2 separate regions of the Mus musculus genome follow, and region 1 is linked to region 2. Evidence: chromatin contacts called from public promoter capture Hi-C data. All regions are on one chromosome and are shown on one strand. Each heading gives the region's core, a stretch centred on a gene start, on an enhancer-like site or on the middle of the called end of the contact. The rest is flanking DNA. Distances are from core to core; before and after follow the strand shown. Region 1 overlaps Ankrd44 (ankyrin repeat domain 44). Region 2 overlaps Ankrd44 (ankyrin repeat domain 44).

Region 1 (4,550 bases), core at 932-3,431, 100 kb before region 2:
TCATATGCTGATTTCTGTGCCATGATATCTGGTTGCAATCCTTATTTTGAGAATCTCCTGTCTCAGTGTTATATAAACATACTTCCCCAAATATTCCCTGATTGGTCCATAAAGAAGCTGATCACTCAGTGATTGAGCAGAGGGAAGCATAGGGCTGGACTTCCTCCCAGCCAGGGGAGTGGGAGGGAGAGGGAGGGGGTGGGGACGATTTGCCATTAGAAGAGGGTCCAGAAAACACCCTGAGAATACACCTGGAGCAGGGAGAGCCGGATCAGTCCTAAAATGCGCGGATCTCAGGGATTTTGGCTGGGAGGTAGCCAGGTTGGTTTAGAGGACTGAAGTAGATTAATTGCTCAGTTGTGCCTTAAAGCTGTTAAATAAATCTAATAGTCCTATCTCAATTATTTGGGAGCAAGCCAGGTTAAGAGAAAAACTACAAAACTTGTAACTTTGCACTAACACATATGTTTTTAGAATTATTGTAAAAGCCTTTTCCCCCCAAGTTCATTTTATTATTATTTTTTATAACCTTTATTTTTACAGTCCAGTCATTAACCCCCTTCTAGTCCATCCTCCCACAGTTCCTCCTCTCTCTTCGAGAGGATGTCCCCACCCCCTCACCTCACCTCTGCCAGGCCTCCCCACTCCCTGGAGCCTCAAGTCTTTGGAGGGTTAGGTGTGTCTTCTCTCACTGAGGCCAGACCAGGCAGTCCTCTGCTGTATATGTGTTGGGGGCCTCATATCAGCTACTGTGTGCTGCCTGGTTGGTGGCTCGGTGTCTGAGAGGTCTCAGGGGTCCGGGAGACTGCTCATCTTCCTACGGGGTCACTCTCCTCCTCAGCTTTTTCCAGCCTTTTCTTAGTTCAACGACAGGGGACTCAAGCTTCTGTCCATTGGTTGACTGTAAGTATTTGTCTCTGTTTCAATCTGCAGCTTGTTGGGCCTCTTAGAGGACAACCATGCTAGGTTCCTGTCTGTAAGCACACCATAGCATTAGTAGTAGTGTCAGGCCTTGGTGCCTCCCCATGAGTTGGATCCCAAGTTGGGCTGGTCACTGGACAGCCTTTCCTTCAGTCTCTTTCCCATTTTTGTCCCTGCAGTCTCTCCCTTTGGGCTTTGGGGATTGAACACAGGTTGTCACGGCTCAGGTTTCTTTGTCCACTGAGTCATCTCAATGACCCTGAATCAGGGCCATTGTAGGGCTTGTGTCTGAAAGTGAATCAGCTTAAACTCTGTCGGAAGAGTGTGCAGGATGTCCTAGACTGAGGGAATGGTCTGTAAATATGCTGAGGAGAGAGGGAGCTGGGGCAGTTTCAGGAGGGGAAAGGTAGGTAGTTGGTGGTTGGCTCATGGCAAGCAAAAGCAGTGGGAACGACGGGAGCTTGCTTGCTGCTCAGTCACTTGTGTAGGGAATTAAGCGTTGTCTTTGGTTTGGAACTGATTTCAGAGCAGCCAGAGTTACAACAAGCGGATTAAAAAGCGTCTGAGCTTTTGTGTTGTTGGGTGTGAAGGTCTGGCATGTGTAGTTAGCGGCAGTTTGGTCAGTGCGATCTCCTCTGTGGTGCTTTCTCGTCTCACGTGGCTGTTCATTTGGGCACGTGCATGGGTAGGTGGGCACACATGGGGTTGATGCTGAGGTGCCAAAACCCAAACCCTTCTGTGCACTGAGAATTCAAATGCTAGAAAGTGTCTGTGAGCACATGTTGTCTGAGTACAACCCTTTCTTACAGAGATGAATTTCACAGTAGCGTGAGTACAGACAATTTTGTTTGGGAACCCAAGCTATGCTGAAATGATACTTTTAAAGTTAATGAATGCCAAAGAAAGTGAGAAGAGCAGAGGCAGGGGAGTGGTTGTTTTTGTAAATGTGTTTTACTTATAGATCAACAGATTCAGAGAAAAGATGATTTAATAATCTGTTCCTTTTTTGTTTTGAACAAACATAGTGTTTTGTGCCTTTTCTCTAGGCATAGTAGCTCGCACTGAAGTATTTGAGGGTGAGGCACTGTACAAGAACAAAGCTCTATTCTCAGGGATAAAATAAGACAGTCAGCTATTGTGCAAGACCCACAATCGATAGCAAGTGACTTAAAAAGAGTTGCGTTTGGTGTAGAAGCGGGTCTCCACAGCCTCTCCTCAGCTCAGTCACAGAGCTGCTCCCTCTGCCTCCTGGCCTCAAAGAACGCTTTGTTTCCTTCAATCTTCTTGACTTGTAGTGTAACAGTGGCGTCTCGCTACTCCCTGTTTTGTCTCTAATATTTCTGAATGCAGATGTCTTTGCTGCTGTTAGTTAAGGACAGAGTAGTGGACCTTCCTCCTTCCTCTCTGCCTCCCACCAGTGTAAACTTGGGACTGTTTGTACAGTGATCCTCCCCAGGGGGACTGTATTTCTGTAAGTCACTAGAACATTTCCCTTCCACTTTTCTCTCTATTTTTTTTCCTCCTCAGAGTCTCCCCGCTCCCTAAGTAGTTTGTTGCAGGAAGAGATTAGTAGTTCAGGATTTAGGTCAAGACTGTTTTTGTGATAAATAGAGAAAGAATGTGAAACTCCTTTAGAAGGTCCATAATAAGGATACAGGCCACACTTGTGGTAGCAGGCTGCTAGGAACTACTGACGTGCAGAGACCAAAGCAGGTCTCAGCGTTATAGGACTGAATTGAAACAAGAAATCTGTCTGTCTGTCATCCATTCATCCATCTATTATGCGTTATCTTTTAATGACTTTTTAGAAATATATTATTGCCTCTTTTAAAGCTCTTGGAAGGCAGAGGTTGGGTCTTCACACAGGGCTGAGGGCATGCCCATGCAGCCCATGCAGCCCATGCAGATGCCCATGCAGCCCATGCAGCTCATGCAGATGCCTATGCAGGCCATGCAGATGCTAGGGCAGTCTCTACCATTGAACTATGGCCTCAGCTCCCAGAGATTGAACTTTAAACTGGTTTTGAGTCCCTTTAAACATAAAATAGCCAAATAGTTCAGTATACTCAAGTAAAAGTAATTTTGCTCATGTAGTGGATTATCTAGTAATATAGCTAAGGAATTCGCATGCACCCTTCTGTAGTCTTGAGGGAGGAGATGGGAAGAAAGGGGAGGGAGGGAGGAAGAGAGTGCAGGGGGAGGAGAGAGAGAACAGAGGGAGGGGGAGAGTGTAAGCAGGGGGAGGAGAGGGAGAGGGAGCAGAGAGAGGGAGCAGAGAGAGGGAGCACAACAAGGGTAGGAGAGGGAGAGCAGAGAGAAGGAGGGAGGGAGGCGGGAGGGAGGGAGAGATCATGAACTGGAAGCTGAAATCTGTAGTTCCCCACAGGAGAGCCATGGGTAAAGGGCCGTACTAGGTATTTTCTAGTGACTATATTGGTTGGAGGTACTCGGTATCTGGGAAGAAACTATGGCATACATTTCAGATTGCTTCTCAGTAGTTTACATCCTTGAGCTTCAAAGGGCAATGGTGAGGTGTGGCAGGTATCACCGCTGCTCAACACAGGAAGGAGACTAGTGGCATAAGAGTCACAGAGCTAGCAAAGGACAGAGTCAGAGTGGATGGGGCTGTGTTCTCCTGGTCAAACCTGCCTGGGTTCTACTGTGGACCCTAGCAGGGAAAGGTGAGGAGGAAACATGGGCAGCAGAGGGGCCTCTCAGCCTGGCTGCTGTGTGGGCCAGATGGGCTCCCTGCCTTCAGCAGTGGCTTCTTTCTTGGAGGGAGTGGGCTGAGCGGCAGTCTGGGAAGAGCTGACTGCATCTGCAGACAGGCCCAGCACGCGCACAGGTGATGTGTTAGCAGACTTGGAAGCTGTTGTTAATAATTATGGGCATGGATCCCTGACGTGTAGGCTTTTTCAGAGACAGTCTGAGTAGTCTTACCCATTACCCCTCATTCTACCTGGCTTCGCTGAGTAGAAACTGAAGTTATAAACTTTTCAAGGAGGCGAGGGATTGCTGTCTGGACTCTTAGAGGTTTCTATCCTGTGTAGAATGATCTTGAATGACAGGTGCCTTTGGAATTGTGCCTGCCTCCCAGTGGGTGCCATGTTTGTGGAACATGGATAGGAGACATTTATGGAGCGTTCAGGTCATATGATCTCCCCTGTGTGGCTGTCACAGGCGCAGCTTCCTAGAGCTTGTGTGTGTGAGGTTGTGTTGTCAGCTAACTCGTGCACTGTTGGTCCTGAGGAACGTGGGGCTGCCATCCATGTTGCTAGGGCCAAGGAGGGGTTTGTGGGGTAGGACAGCATTAATTGGTTGAAAACTCAGCCTTAGCAGAGTTTCTCCTTAAGAAGCACGGCCTATGACAGTGACTCGGGCCATCTGTCTAGTTTTGAGAAATCTAGATTGGCTTCCTCCCCCCTTCTTGAGTGACAGCACTAACACTCTATTTCATCAGACCCTTTTCCTCTTGGGCCCGTTTTGCAGTCTTCCTTTCAGAGGGACGGGCCAGATAAGTGAGTTCTGGACAGTATATGTCCCCTCCCAGACCCTGTGTATGTGACTACTCTCTTGTTCCTATTGAATCTCCCAGGTGTTCTTTACCATGTCTCTCTTAGTTTGGAGGA
Region 2 (4,612 bases), core at 1,452-3,951:
CAGTCTTCCACTAGCAGCCTTTGCATGAAGACATAGAACTCTCAGCTCTGCCTGTGCCATGCCTGCCTGGATACTGCCATGCTCCCACCTTGATGATAATGGACTGAACCTCTGAACCTGTAAGCTAGCCCCAGCTAAATATTGTTTTTTATAAGACTTGCCTTGGTCATGGTGTCTGTTCACAGCTGTAAAACTGTAACAAAGACAGGCACACATTAGAATTTGTAAGTGCACTTTCGCTCATCACTGTGCACTGAGGTCCAGTCAGAGGAAATGGAAGAAAGGATAAGGTTGAATTCTTCAGTATTGTAGAAGCCCCATTCTTTCCCAAGGATTTCTCTATGTAAGGGAGGAAAGAGACAAGGGCACCGTGCCAACCCCAAGGTAAATATCAGCTACAAGTGGAGATTAATTTCTTTTGATCTTTGCAGTTCTAGCAATGTTTTATGTGCAGGTGTGTGGGACCTGTGAGATGGCTCATCAGGTGAAGGCTTTTGCCATTAAACCTAAAGACAGAAGCTCAATTTCTAGAACCCACATGGTAGAAATAGAGAACTGACTCCAACAACTTGTACTTACACACACAAATAAATGTAAAAAAAATACATATTTATGTTTTACTCTAAAACAGGCTCATGGTGTATTGAGTATTTTTTTCAGGCTTCTGAGGGTGGGCAGTGTATATATCTAGTCTTTATTTGTGTCCCTGAATTTTACTTGCATCATCTAGAAGAGGTTCCCAAAGTTACTATACTTTTCATTTCAATTGTATAAGTTTCTACGTTTTCTTTTTGCTCACATTTTACTGTCCAAGTTAGCTGTTTATCTCCATGCATTGCTACTTTTGACTCACAGAAAACTCTTTTCATAAACATTTACATGGACTCAAAATGCTGATTTTGCTGAGTTCATATCAGTTATCTGGGACTTGCTATTATATAGTCATATGATAAAGTAGTTTGTCCTCTGGCTTCTATACTATAGGTAGAGCTGAAAGTTATAGGTGAAGAAATGGGTAAGCTGATTGAGTCAAGGAAAGGAAATCACAATCAAAAGTCTAAACAATTGTGTAAAAAAAAAAAGAAGATCAGAACAGCAAAAGAAGTTGCTCACTATAGCCAGGCTTGGTGGTGCACACTCATAGTCTGGTCACACAAGAGGCTCAGATGGGAGGATCATGAGTTTAAGGACAATCTGGGTTGAATTGTGAGTTCCAAGCCATCCTGGGACAACTTTCCGAGATCTTGTTTCAAAACAAACTAATGGAAAACCAAACCAAAACAAAAAAAGGTTTACTAATTGTAATGGAAAACTTGGAATCATTTTATTATAGCTTTAAACTGAGACAGCCACTAATTACGTCCTTTGCATAACAGCCTCACAAGATGGAAGGTCACATGTTACACATTGGCACAGAGCACCTAGATTCAAAACGTGGTCCAAGAATGTTTGACAGGCTTTGGAAGTTTGTTGGTTTATTTATTCCCAGACTTTTCTCATTTTAGAGAGCATTTTTTTTAACAGATCTTTTGCCTGATATGCACATCTGCACTCAGGTGATCCAAGAATGCCTCATCAGAAAACTGTGTCTTTAGAAGGTGAATGTCATCTCAGATGATGGGGGCCAGGCTTTTGACCTGAAAGAGGAAGATGGAGAGATTGCCTCATTTTGTGTTACTCCTCAGATCTCTACCTCATATGACTTGGCTTGTCCACAGCCTGCCTGGGAAGGCAGCAATCTTTCCTTTCTTAATCCAGTTCTTTTGTCCAGAGAAGCACCTTACCCACAGGAAGTATTGACTGGGCATTTGTCAGTGATCCTGAAAACTGTTTCTGTTGTAGGAGGCAGTGCAAGTATTGATTAAACACTCGGCTGATGTCAATGCAAGGGACAAGAATTGGCAGACCCCCCTCCATGTGGCAGCAGCCAATAAGGCCGTCAAGTGTGCAGAAGTGATCATTCCACTACTGAGCAGTGTCAATGTCTCCGACAGAGGCGGGCGCACAGCCTTGCACCACGCCGCTCTGAATGGACACATGGAGGTGAGTGTTCTCAGCATTGGGAACTGGGCCACACTACTCAGACCCTATTAGCCACAGATGGAACCACTTTTGAGACTTTATGTGAATGTGAGAATAAGAGAGGTATGTTGCTTGGGCAGTTATATCCATTTTCAAATCAGACCATAATGAGTTGAAACAGTAGATTGTCATTTCAGTCTTCTCCTTTGACATGAGCAGTGTAGCCTGTCTTGCTAGCCTGTCTACCTGGTATGAATCCTTGAGCTGCTGTTAGGCTTGATGCTAATTTGGTTTAGATCACCTGAAAGCAACAAGGAGCTGTCCTCATTAGAGGGAACACCAGAATTCATTGTTTGTTATCTTTCAGATGGTCAATTTACTCTTGGCCAAAGGGGCAAACATCAATGCATTTGACAAGAAGGACCGACGAGCTCTCCACTGGGCAGCATACATGGGTGAGTGCTCTGTGTGTGGAAAGCAAAGTGCCAGGGTCTTTGCTACCGTAATGGTAGGGTAAGGGCCTACTGTGCACAAAACCCTGGTTTTCATTCCCAACATATCATACAACAATTAAAGACCACAAGCAGATGACCTTGGCTACATATGCCATGGGCCTCTTGTTGACCATGTAGGACAAATCTGACTTAAGTGTTGGCTTTCACTTGAATGAAGATTTGGCCTGTTTTCCTGGCATCTGTAAAGTGCTCTACTTGGACAGTTGCCTTGTCAGAGGTTTATTTATCCCAAAACAGGGGGAGGATGACTCATGGCCTGGACCTCTCTGAACATTCTTCACTCTGGATTGGAAACTACAAACATTTCTTGTATGTTAGTTTGTTATGGCATCAAATAAAGTGTTTAGGAAAGAAAGCAGGCTGATTAACAAAGCAAGGACACTATGCTCCTTATCTTTGTGCTTCTAATTATTTTTGGAAAAGACAAAGGGAAGGAAGAGAGGGCAGCTTCCTCTGTATATGGAAGTGGAAGATCCTAGTAGCTCAGGCTTCTGCTGTGCTGGCACAAGTGGAAGCCCACAGACTTCCCTCTGTCCACTTCACTCAGCTAGAGTTGAAAAGATTGCATCTCTGTTTTGTCCTTTCCTTTCGATCCGTTGCAAAGACCTTGGATAAATGATAGTCCTCAGAGTTTATCCTCAATGCAGATATGAGAGGTGAATAACTAAGATCCTTCTGTGTGTTTCTGATTGGAGAAAAACCTGCAGTTAAAAAAAAAGATAGGGTTCTATCAGACTTAGATGCACACAAGCTGATATCCATCTATGGGCTATTGTTCTGCCAAATCCCAGAAGCTCCACACAATGGGACACAGAAGGGAGTACAGCAATGGTGGCCATGGGAATTTATAAACATCATGTGGCACACTAAAGGGAGATGCATCATAAAGAACTATATTTAATACAATGATATGTATAATATTTTCTATTGCTGTGGAAGATTCTATACAGGGAAGGGAAATTTGGAAAAAAAATACTGAAATCGTAGATGGTATCTCCAAGAATTAGTGATTATTTTTTATTTTGTTTTGTTTTGAGCATTTTTGCTTGTTTGAGTCAGTTTCATACGCATACATATCTGTTATCATCATTTCACAAATTATCATTACTTGTAGGATGGAAGGGAGTAGATTGGGGTGAGAACAAAATAAATCCCACAGCTACGGGTTTCTGAATGAATTCTTAGACTTACAGACGCCAAGAATCTTTAAATTTTGTACGAATTAACTCTGTGTAGGAAAAGACCTTAGACTGATCCTCCTTCCCCTCAAGTGCTGGAATTCCAGGTGTGTGCCTCCGTGCCCGCTCCTTCTTTCGTTCTTGAATAGCACAGACCTTTGAGTAGGCTAAAACCAATTACATCTTCGCATACAATGTACATGGAATGACTCAAAGAACCTGTGAGGGTCTAGCTTATGCTTTGCTGATGTGTGGTTAAAATATTTTTATGACGCAAAGAAGTCAAATCATTATTGCTCATGCCATCAGGTTATAAATAGGGTGACTTACAATCCTTAGGAGACAGGGGATAAAAGCTGGGGCAGGTAGCTTGAGTCGGCACCACGTAACTGAAAATATTTTTCTATATAAAAGATTTTGTAGATAAAGAATTAGATTTTGATAAAGCAAGCTATACCTCTTCCCCCCACCCCCTCAGCCTCCCATACAAACCGTAGGTCTTGGAACCAGTATTTGTCTCCTGCTCTTCAATTAGCTGCAACATTTATAGCAATGAACTTAAGCTTTAAACGATCTTCAATTATAAAATAAAGGCCAAACACATGTGCCATAGTGAACTAGGGAACAGATCTCAAATGCCCACAAAAGCCGAGATTTAGAAGGTTTTCTATTTAGTGAATGATTTAGGGGAGTTAAAACATGGAAACATAAAAAAATTGCCTTTTAATGGATTAAAACCCAACAAGGCAATGGTAATTTCAGATTAAACAGTAGTCTGTAAGTATTCTGATTTTTTTTTAAACTGGTTTTCTAAACTAAAATTTTACTGGTCGGCTTTTTTGGTGAGGATGGTAATTGTTTTCATTTTAACACAACCCTTGTTGCTCTTACTGTGTC

The links. Capture Hi-C pulls out chosen DNA fragments and counts their contacts.
Region 1: a promoter capture Hi-C map of adipose tissue shows a contact between it and region 2. The contact joins two enhancer-like sites. A contact is called at or near these places in 1 of 15 datasets of contacts at CTCF or cohesin (CD8 T cells), 1 of 484 Hi-C or Micro-C datasets (uterus) and 3 of 9 other capture datasets (adipose tissue, liver and pancreatic islet).

The regions. Positions count from the first base shown.
Region 1 is chr1:54,865,247-54,869,796 of GRCm38.p6, reverse strand. All of the region lies in intron 1 of Ankrd44 (ankyrin repeat domain 44), which reads left to right. Among named protein-coding and RNA genes, the nearest start is that of Ankrd44, 59 kb to the left of the region's middle. Within about 2 kb of position 2,181, at least 61 of the 459 cell types and tissues checked have an H3K27ac peak or open chromatin away from gene starts, as enhancers often do. A contact at or near this core is called in adipose tissue, where this site is marked.
Region 2 is chr1:54,764,215-54,768,826 of GRCm38.p6, reverse strand. It overlaps Ankrd44 (ankyrin repeat domain 44), which reads left to right. Exons shown (of 28, transcript NM_001081433.3): 5 at 1,843-2,043; 6 at 2,390-2,477. It overlaps 4930444A19Rik (a long non-coding RNA gene), which reads right to left. Exons shown (of 4, transcript XR_003948660.1): 4 at 2,473-3,238. Among named protein-coding and RNA genes, the nearest start is that of 4930444A19Rik, 85 kb to the right of the region's middle. Within about 2 kb of position 2,701, at least 34 of the 459 cell types and tissues checked have an H3K27ac peak or open chromatin away from gene starts, as enhancers often do. A contact at or near this core is called in adipose tissue, where this site is marked.